Regions from separate parts of the Xenopus laevis genome. Here region 2 is linked to region 1. A link is a contact called in public Hi-C data. All regions are on one chromosome and are shown on one strand. Each heading gives the region's core, a stretch centred on a gene start, on an enhancer-like site or on the middle of the called end of the contact. The rest is flanking DNA. Distances are from core to core; before and after follow the strand shown.

The links. Hi-C and Micro-C count contacts between places; a contact is called where the count stands out from the background.
Region 2: a Hi-C map of the XL177 cell line shows a contact between it and region 1, with 2.2 times the contacts expected there. The contact joins the enhancer-like site here to the promoter of LOC108713896 in region 1. A contact is called at or near these places in 2 of 4 Hi-C or Micro-C datasets (the XL177 cell line and the XTC cell line).

The regions. Positions count from the first base shown.
Region 1 is chr4L:25,633,747-25,639,091 of Xenopus_laevis_v10.1, reverse strand. It overlaps LOC108713896 (lamin tail domain-containing protein 1-like), which reads left to right and starts at 1,351. Exons shown (of 7, transcript XM_041589994.1): 1 at 1,351-1,601. The coding sequence starts at 1,579.
Region 2 is chr4L:25,700,794-25,706,038 of Xenopus_laevis_v10.1, reverse strand. It overlaps rassf7.L (ras association domain-containing protein 8), which reads right to left. Exons shown (of 6, transcript XM_018256779.2): 2 at 1,955-2,134; 3 at 1-683. The coding sequence starts at 2,057. Among protein-coding and RNA genes, the nearest start is that of phrf1.L, 31 kb to the left of the region's middle. Within about 2 kb of position 3,613, at least 1 of the 7 cell types and tissues checked has an H3K27ac peak or open chromatin away from gene starts, as enhancers often do.

The sequences.
Region 1 (5,345 bases), core at 102-2,601:
GCCCTGGAATCGTCGCGTCTATGGGGACCATTAATTGGGAAACAGGCCAACAAACTGGAAAATGAGGTTCAATGTTGATAAAAACAAGGTTATGCATTTTGGCAAAAATAATATAAATGCAAGTTATACACTAAGGGACACATTTAGCTCAAGTGAAGAAATAGAATAAAAATAAACTATTTTTTTCTTTGACCATCGAATTGGCTACTTCGACCTTCGACTACGACATGAAATCGAACAATTCAAACTAAAAATCGTTTGACTATTCGACCATTCGATAGACAAGGTACTGTCTCTTTAAAAAAAACTTTGACACTTCGCCAAGTAAAACCTACCGAACCTCAATGTTAGCCTATGGGGAAGGTCACGATTCGAAGAATTAAATCCTTCGAATCGTTCGTTAATTGTTCGATCAAACGATTTTTCCTTTGATCGAACGAATTGCAGTAAATCCTTTGACTTCGATATTCGAAGTCGAAGGATTTAACTTCGACAGTCGAATATCAAGGGTTAATAAACCCTCGATATTCGACCCTAATTAAATGTGCCCCTATATGGCAGTGTGTTTGGGAGTTTCCTTAAATGAGAAGGATCTTGGATTTTTTTGTAGATAACAAGTTGTCTAATTCTGGGCATTGCCAAATGTTAGGCACCCCCAAGTGATCGCATTTACTTACATGAAAGCCCGGGCCGATGCTCCTATCAGCAGAAAACGGCACCAGCCTGGGGTTCTTCCAGCGAACGAGCACCAGGGAGCGACCCTCTTCTGGCTTCTTCTGTCTTCAAATTTCACAGGGCAAAATGCATGCGCAGTAGAATGAAATAGCTGACTTTTTAGTTAAGTAATTATGTGCAGCAGCAGGAAGAAAGAAGAGGATTGCTCCGTGGAACAACCCTGGGTCGGTACAGTTTTCTGCCTCCACCGCCGGGGAGGTTTCCAGGGGCGGCTCTGGTACCAGAGCCAAATTTACGGTTTTTAAACCGGAAATTCGTCTTTACTAATGCAAGAGAGTGCAATTGCACTCTCCGCATTAGTGTTCCTGCCTCCCCTCCAGACAGGTAAGCCGACGAGGGGGGCGGCATTGCAGCAGCCGCCTCAGGCGGCTATTAGCTTAGAATCGGCGCTGCTGATAGGAGCACCAACCCGGGGTTTCACGTAAGTAAATACATTCACTTGGGGGTGCCTAACATTTGGCTCCCCCCCCCGAGTGTAAGAAAACTCTTTTAACTGACATGAAAATGAAAAAAGGATTTATGTTAAACGTCAAAAGAAAAAAATATGATGGTTTAGGCTTCATGTTCATTCCATAAATAAAACATTCTGTAATAGATTATTTTCCACTTTATCAGGTTCATCCCACTAAGGACCCGGGGGGGGGGGGAAATAGAAGAGTTTGTTTTTACTACAGGAGAATCATATAACAGAATGGCTTCCTTTAGTCAATGAACTTTGCTCTGTTGTAACAGGCCGGAGAGTTTATGACTGGGCCAAGCGGCATACCTAGATGCCATGGAAACATCAACAATAATGAGGTAACACGTTAGCAGAAATATCCGAACAGCACAGGGCAGCCACTAATGGAAACTCAACATTTTTCAAGGTAAATATATGCAGAAAAATATTAGGTTCTTCTAGCTTTGTAGAAAATCTGTATTTTTTATTTGCTCAGGGGGCTTGGAGCAGGGTTTGCTTTGGTTGATATACTTTGTTTTCATCAGGGTTTCTGAATATAACTGAATTCAGCAACCCTCCCTAAATAGCACGAGGACTCATTTTTTGGGTCCTGACCCACAGTTTAAGAATCCCTGGAAAGTAAGAAGAGTCCGGTAGTTTAAGCAGTGAAAACCCCTTGAGTGCACTTTATGGATACACACACACACACACAGGCTTCATTAACGGCCACAAGTGCAGGGAGCAAAGTGCGGTTTTGAGTGCAATTGCCATGTTTTTTCCCCCACAATACAGTGTTTTTCCAGTTTGTAGGACCAATTATATCTTATTCTTAGTTGGGATCAAGTACAAGGTACTGTATTATTATTACAGAGAAAAAATTAATTATTCTTAAAGATTTGCCTCATTTCATTACATAGTAACATAGAAACATAGTAAGTAAGGTTGAAAAAAGACACATGTCCATCAAGTTCAACTTTTTTTTTTTTTTTTTATATCTGCCTAAAGCTGGCCATACCAGCTGTACCAGTCATATTAGTTAAAGAACAGCAATCTGCCCCTGACAGCAATCGTACGATATCTATGTCCAACCAAAGCTAGTGACAGTCTCCCACTGAAAATCGTACGATCGGCAATACACGCAGAGATATTATCGGCAGCCGACAGAAATTTTCTAACCTCTCTGATCGACCAAACGACCGATCTCCGCCGGACGAAAAATTTCGGGACTCTCCACACACAGTTCGAAAATCGCCTTGATTCATACGATCAGATCTTTGCGTCTATGGCCAGCTTTACTGCCAGTTGATCCATAGGAAGGCAAAAAAAAAACCCATCTGAATCCTCACCAATTTGCCTCAAAGGGGGAAAAATTCCATCCTGACTCCAAAATGGCAATCGGACTAGTCCCTGGATCAACTTGTACTATGAGCTATCTTCCATAACCCTGTATTCCCTCACTTGCTAAACACCATCCAACCTCTTCTTAAAGCTATCTAATGTATCAGCCTGTACGAATGATTCAGGGAGAGAATTCCACATCTTCACGGCTCTCACTGTAAAAACCCCTTCCGAATATTTAGGCGGAACCTCTTTTCTTCTAATCGGAATGGGTGACCTCGTGTCAGCTGGAAAGACCTACTGGTAAATAAAGCATTAGAGAGATTATTATATGATCCCCTTATATATTTATACATAGTTATCATATCACCCCTTAAGTCCCTCTTCTCCAGCGTGAACATCCCCAATTTGGCCAGTCTTTCCTAGCTAAGATTTTCAATACCTTTCACCAGCTTAGTTGCCCTTCTCTGTACTCTCTCTGATACAATAATGTCCTGTTTGAGTGATGGGGACCAAAACTGTATGGCATATTCTAGATGGGCCCTACCAGCGCTCTATAAAGTGGCAGAATGACCCCCTCCTCCTGTGACTCTATGCCCTTTTAAATACAGCTCAAGACCTTATTTGCCCTTGATGCTGCTGACTGGCATTGCTTGCTACAGCCAAGTTTATCATCTACAAGGACTCCAAGGTCCTTTTCCATAATGGATTTGCCTAGTGCAGTCCCATTAAGGGTATAAGTGGATATTTTTACATCCCAGGTGCATGACTTTACATTTATCAACATTGAATCTCATTTGCCACTTAGCTGCCCAGATTGCCAGTTTGTCAAGATCCTGTTGTAAGGATGCCACATCCTGGATGGAATTAATTGGGCTGGATAGTTTTGTGTCATCTGCAAACACTGATACATTACTTACAATAACCTCCCCATAGTCATTAATGGACAAGTTAAATAAAAGTGGACCTAATACCGAGCCCTGGGGGACCCCACTAAGAATCTTACTCCAAATAGAGAATGTCCCATTAACAACCACCCTCTGTACCCGATCCTGTAGCCAGTTTCCTATCCATGTGCAAACGACTTCATTAAGCCCAACAGACCTTAGACCTAAAGGGGAAGTTTACCTTTAAGTTAATTTTTAGTATGGCCAGGTCTGAGAAACTTTTCAATTGGCCTTCATTATTTATTTTTTATAGTTGTTTTTTTTTAATTATTTGCCCTTTTCTTCTGTCTTCCCAGCTTTCAAATGGGGGTCACTGACCCTATCTAAAAACAAATGCTCTGCAAGGCTACAGATGTATTGTTATTGCAATTTTTACATACCTCCCAACATTTTGGAAGTAAAAAGAGGGACAACATTTTTTTGTGCATGTAGAACAGCAATTTTTTCTACCACGCCCCTTTATGTGGCCACACCCCCTAATTACCATTTTCATTTTACAAAATTTGGCAGGTTATGAAAGTTTGAAAATATTTCTCCTTATCTAAACTGTTTTTTTGTATCTCAAAATTGTTACAAAGTATCTGATTTCTGTGCTCTCTGCTAAAAGCTAATTAAAGGACAAGGAAAGTCTAAAATATAATAATGCTAGAAATGCTGTATTTTATATACTAAATATAAACATGAACTTACTGCACCACAAGCCTAATCAAAAAATGATTTATGCTTTCAAAGTTGGCCACAGGGGGTCACCATCTTGTGACTTTGTTAAACATCTTTTCAAGACCAAGACTGTGCACATGCTCAGTGTGGTCTGGGCTTCTTAGGGATTGTCAGAAATGATCAAAACAGGGAAACAAACAAAGCTGCTGGAGTTCTGAAAGGCTGGGAAGTAAGTTTTGCTGTTCAAAAGTATGATTGTTTCCCTACCAGCAGTTAGGGACCGTCTGACAATTCCTATCCACATCAGTAAATGAAGGGAGAATTTCACTGCATACAGTCAGGTTTCTTATAAAAACAGTACACATTTTTTAATTAAAGTATATTGGAGATAGGTTTCTTTTCATTAAAGAAAGTAAAAACTGGATTTTATTGTTTTGCCTTTACGTGCCCTTTAAGTGAGAAACTTTGTTTCTTTTTCTGGCTGTTCAGTGCAGAGAAAATAGGGACTTTCCAGTACAAATGAGGAACTGCAGGTTGAGCTGTCAAAAGAGGGACTGTCCCTCTGAAAAAGGGACAGTTGGGAGGTATGTTTTTACTATTCATATTTCTATTCAGACCTCTCCTATTCATATACCAGTCTCTTTTTCAAATCATTGCATGGTTGCTAGGGGAATTTGGACCCTAGAAACCAGATTGATGACATTGCAAACGGGAGAGCTGCTGAATAAAAAAATGTATAACTCAAAAACCACACATTCCAAACAATGAAAATCAATTGTAAATTATCTGTGAATATGACTCTCTACATCATACTCAAAGGTGAATAACGCCTTTAAAATCAATATGGGAAATGGCCTTCCCGTAATTTGGTGCTTTCTGGATAACGGGTTTCCAGAGAACGGTTCTCATACCTGTATGTGCTTTCTAGTTCTGTAGAGCAATTACCACATTGACTAGGTCCCCAAAAGTGCATGATCAGTGAGTGAATATTGCACTTTAGGAGACATTTTTTTCTCTTTCCTAAGGGAGGTGTCACTGTTTATTCTGTAGTTTTGGTGACACAGTGGACTATTTGATACCCTTTCAAGGGGCAACAAAGTTCTGAGATATTGTGAGGCACCAACATTAAAAAATGCCTTGTTTTTAAAGCCCACATTACATATGTGAATACAAATGAAGTACGTTATACCCCAAAGTGGCAATGTACTTTATTACTGGGGTAGGGA
Region 2 (5,245 bases), core at 2,364-4,863, 65 kb before region 1:
TTTCACGGTGTACTCCTCCATTGTAGCCCTAAGCTTTCTCATTTTCTCCTGCCTCCCTTGTTCCTCTGCCCTTTCCCTTTGCAGTTCATCCTCCCAAAACATCTCTTCTCCAAGCTCAGCTTCATTACACTGGATCAGTCTTTCCAAGTAAGCTATTTCATCTTCATCTTGATCCATGGGCCTCCCAGCTCTGCCTCTTTCCCACGTCTGGATATCCTTGCCTAAAGAAACATTTTGCATTTCTATGGACTTTAGCTGATCCTGCTGCCGTAACACCATCTTGAATATCTCCTCTTTGCTGGGGGGCCTCGGGGAGGAACCATCTTTAACAGGAGTGCCATTCACTTGCTTCTGTCTGTGCTTGGACAAAATATCAGTGGAACCTATAGGCCCCAAATTAAATGTCAATGACTTTTTGGGCTCCTTTGACTTTGTCACTTCTGTGCCAGCTGTTCGAGTATTTAGGGGCAAACTCGACCTGACAAAAGTCCTCTCTGGGGGCACAGGGCCTGTATCGGAGGATGGACGTTCAGCTAAGCTTGGTCCTGTGCGCCTCAAAATGAAATGCACATCATTGGCATATTGTCCACTCTTGGATAGGAACTCCAGGGGCCTTTCATGGGGCAGAAGTTGCCTCTCCTTGTCCCGAAGAGTCTGGATGAGGACATAACGTCCAGTTTGACCTATAACATAAATTATTGCATTATTATTTAGATTTAGACTGAAATGGCCATTATAACTTCCCACAAGTTAACTGCAACCATATCCTTACATAAATCTATAAATATTCCAAGATAATGATATGGTTTTATGAGCATCAGCTTGCATTTACTGGGATGTGGCTTAAGTTATACAGATACAGCAGGAACATCACCCTCACCAAAATCTGCTGATAACAGAAAACTATGACAGCACAGGTATGCCCTATACTAAGCACAAAGCAACTGCAGCATCAAAAGGGTACATTGTACTATAAACTCAGCTACAATCTTCCTCACAATGCTAATGGGCCAAAACAATGATAGGAGGTTTATTTTGGAGGCATTTAGGGGATTATTTACTAAAACTCAAATGTATCTCATATTTTTAGCTCGACCAAACTCCCATCCACGGTTTTATCTTATTTATCAATAAAATAACTTGAAGAAGTCAGATCAAGAAAAAAAACTATAAAATCAAGAGAAAACTCGAATCGTATACATTTTTCAGATTTGACACCCAAATCAGTTGATTTGTTCAGGGTATTGCCCGAAAACCCCAAATTATTCAGATCATTGGAGGAAACCCAGCACAGATCCCTATATCTTTAATTTGTATAAGGGACATCTGGCACTGAGTTCTACATGACAGACAGGTTTGAGATGGTGAAACTCAAACCTTTAGCAGCTTCTGGGTATAATAAATCTCAAAAAATGTTAGTTTATTTTTTCATCTAAAACTTCTAGTATTTCCCCAAAAAACCTTGACCAAAAAAAATCAAGGTTTAGTAAATAACCCCCTAACTTTAGGGGCCTATTTATGAAGCCTCGTTTTTTTCTGGGTGAATTTTCTCAAAATTTTTATTTCATCCCAAAGCTGCGAATACTCCAGCTAAAATCTGTCAAGGTCATGGCAGATGTAATTTTTACAACTTGACATTGTGATATGCTCCGGATAATCCGAAAAAGTCGGGGGTTTTGGGCGACAACTCGAAAAAAAATCTAGCAATTTGGGAGTCAAATTCAAAAAAAAGGCATACAATTCGAATTGTTGCACAATTTTGTCGAGACTTTTCCGACACCGGCTTTTTTCGAGCTGATTTGATAAATGAGTTAAATTCGTGGATGGAAGTTAGGTCGACTTTGTTTTAATTAAAAAAAAATGGGATAAATTCAAATATTAGTAAATATCCCCCTAAAATTTCAAGGGCTGTAACTTTCAGATAAGCTAAGCCCTGAGGTCATTAGATGCCTACCTATGGCTTGGGCCAAAGCAATGACGACATCCTGGCAGGACGTTTGCTCCGACACACCACAGACCACACGTTGCACTCCATCCACCCACACCTTCAGCTCCATATTGAACACGAGGAATGAGGTCGGCCTGAATTCGGTTTGGCTTACAATATCCACATCACTGTACCATAGGGATCACCCTGCAAAAACACAAAGAACAAACACATTGAGGGTCTGGTTACAAGTGCACATCCACTTAAATGTTTCTGTTATATGGAACGTATCATAGCATAATAAATATATCTTAATATTATTTGTAACTGTAATTACTACAGCAGTATCCTTCCTTTGCTAAGCCATGCACTGGTGGTCCATACTGCATGCAACACGTAAAGGCCATTTATCAAAGGTTGATTTTGAATTCATGTGAGTTTTCCTTAACTTTAATAAATTCGAATATACTCTAAATTCGATTAGGAGGTTATTTAAGAAAAAAATCGAATATAACAAACAAGTATTACCAACCCGAAAACTCAAACCGAATTCGACTAATCTCGAACTGAGTTTTTTCCCCCCAAAAAAACTTGAATGTCAGGAAGGCTATTAACATCTTCAAATGGGTCACTGGAAGTCTCCCATTGTCTGATCTTGACAGGTTTTAGGTGGTGAATAGTCAAATTATTCCCAGGGTATAGGTTTGATAAATCTCGAAATTCAAATTTGAATTCTAATTGAGTTTGGATAATTCACAATTCGTATTTGAGAGTTTTAACCAAAAATAGATTTTTCGAAAATTCAATTTACTTTTCGATCTCTAAAGGGATACTGTCATGGGAAAACATGTTTTTTTCAAAACGCATCAGTTAGGGTCAGTCCACACAAGCAGATTCGTGGAGATTTAGTCGCCTGGCGACTAATCGCCTCCTCTTCTGGGCGACAATCTCCCCGAACTGCCTTCGCGTGTCTTTTGCGTGTCAACAAGCATACTTCGGGCGACTTCGGAAAACGAAGTGCCGCGTGTGCTTTAGTGCAGGCGACTTTTCATTATAGTGGACAGGAAGACACGCGGAGGCAGCACTATTAACTGATGCGTTTTGAAAAAAAAAATGTTTTCCCATAACAGTATCCCTTTAATAAATCTGCCCCTTAAACTAATTTAGCAGTGGTTAGCTCTCCTCCAGCTTTCCATACCATTAGTTTGGAGTCTCATGGATATTATTAATAAGTTGAAAGAACTGAAAGAACTTGGTTCAATTAGTCCAATTAGTGCTGCCAGTGGTGACACAGGCCTATAGAACATCGTTTGTACAATACACTAATTCCATATAAATTTTAAAGTACAAGAAGAAAGTCTGCCTCCTCACAGAAACAGGAGGGGTACTGTTGATGCAGGATTTATTTATATCTATAGGGACACAGTCACTGCAGTCTGCTCTGTAATTATGCATTAATAATGCATTAGATGGATGGGAATGCAAAAGAAAATACCAAGGGGTTAAACATGAATGATGATTCTGCCAATGATTCAGGGAGTGGATAAAAGCAAAGTATGTGAGGAATGCAGGGCAGCTCATTGTGAGCACTATTCATGGTGATACTGATGTCATTAGGGAACTTTGCTAGAATGTGACTGGGCCACAAGGATCACATTCTATTGCAACACAAACAAATAGAAGTTTCTAATTATTATTATTTTATTATTAGCCGACCAGTTTCACTTAAGACATTAGGCTATTAGGGGAATTTAATTTGTTGCTTTTACTAGTGTGTGAAATGTGCCACGCCAATGTCTGGGTTCTGTGGCTCCCATTTATGAATGTAAATAGGCCGAAACCTCAGTTGAAGGCTCTTTTCTCAACGAGAGAGCACAGAATAAATTTACATTTGATTTACTTTATTTCAGAATAAAAGAAACAGAATATATATATATATATATATATATATATATATATATATATATATATATATATATATATATATATATATATATATATATATATAGTCCTCCAAGAAGCCAGCACTCTCGAAAAATAGCTTTTGAACGCCTGGGTGCAGCATCGACAATTTCGAACTCCACATGCACAAATAAGATCCGCACTCACAGGACTTATGAAAATTATAGAAAATTTATTGCAAGAGTCTCTTGCAATAAATTTTCTATAATTTTCATAAGTCCTGTGAGTGCGGATCTTATATATATATATATATATATATATATAATACACAAAAGCCATGAATATCCTGTAAATTATATCCTTATAAGCGGTGAGTTCTGATGTCATCAGTTATAAACGGTGAGTTCTGATGTCATTTCTGTCACATGACTCACTGAAATTTGTGTATTATAATAAATAAAGTACCCCCAGTTGCAAAATATGAGGATATTAGAAGTTACCTCGGAGTTCCATGACCTGTATAAAAACACTCGGCCTTCGGCCTCGTGTTTTTATATGGTCATGAAACTCCTCGGTAACTTATAATATCCTTATATTTTACAAAAGGGGGTACTTTATTCACTATATATATATATATATATATATATATATATATATATATATATATATATATATATACACACACACACACACACACACACACACACACCATAACCTTGGTTTATTGTCTAAATTCTGTTTTTATTCTGAAATACAGTAAATTACCATAGGCAACACCACTGCTTTATTGCTCTTTATGGGGCATACAGTATGGGGCAGATTAACTAAGATCGAGTGAATAATTCAAATGCAAAAATATTCGAATTTAGAAGTATTTTTTGGGTACTTCGACCATCAAATTGGTCAAATTCGATCGAATCGAATGATTCGAACGATTCGAAGTAAAAATCGTTCGACTATTCGATAATCGAGGTACTGTCTTTTTAAAGGAAAACTATACCCCCAAAATGAATACTTAAGCAAAAGATAGTTTATATCAAATTGAATGACATATTAAAGAATCTTACCAAACTGGAATATATATTTACATAAATATTGCCCTTTTACATCTCTTGCCTTGAACCACCATTTCGTGACTGTATTTGTGCTGCCTCAGAGATCACCTGACCAGAAATACTACAACACTAACTGTAACAGGAAGAAGTGTTGAAGCAAAAGGCAGAACTCTGTCTGTTCATTGGCTCATGTGACCTTACATGTGGTTTGTATGTGTACACAGTGAATCTTACGATCTCAGGGGGCGGCCCTTATTTTTTAAAATGGCAATTTTCTATTTATGATTACCCAATGGCACATACTACTAAAAAAGTATATTATTATGATAATGGTTCATTTACATGAAGCAGGGTTTTACAC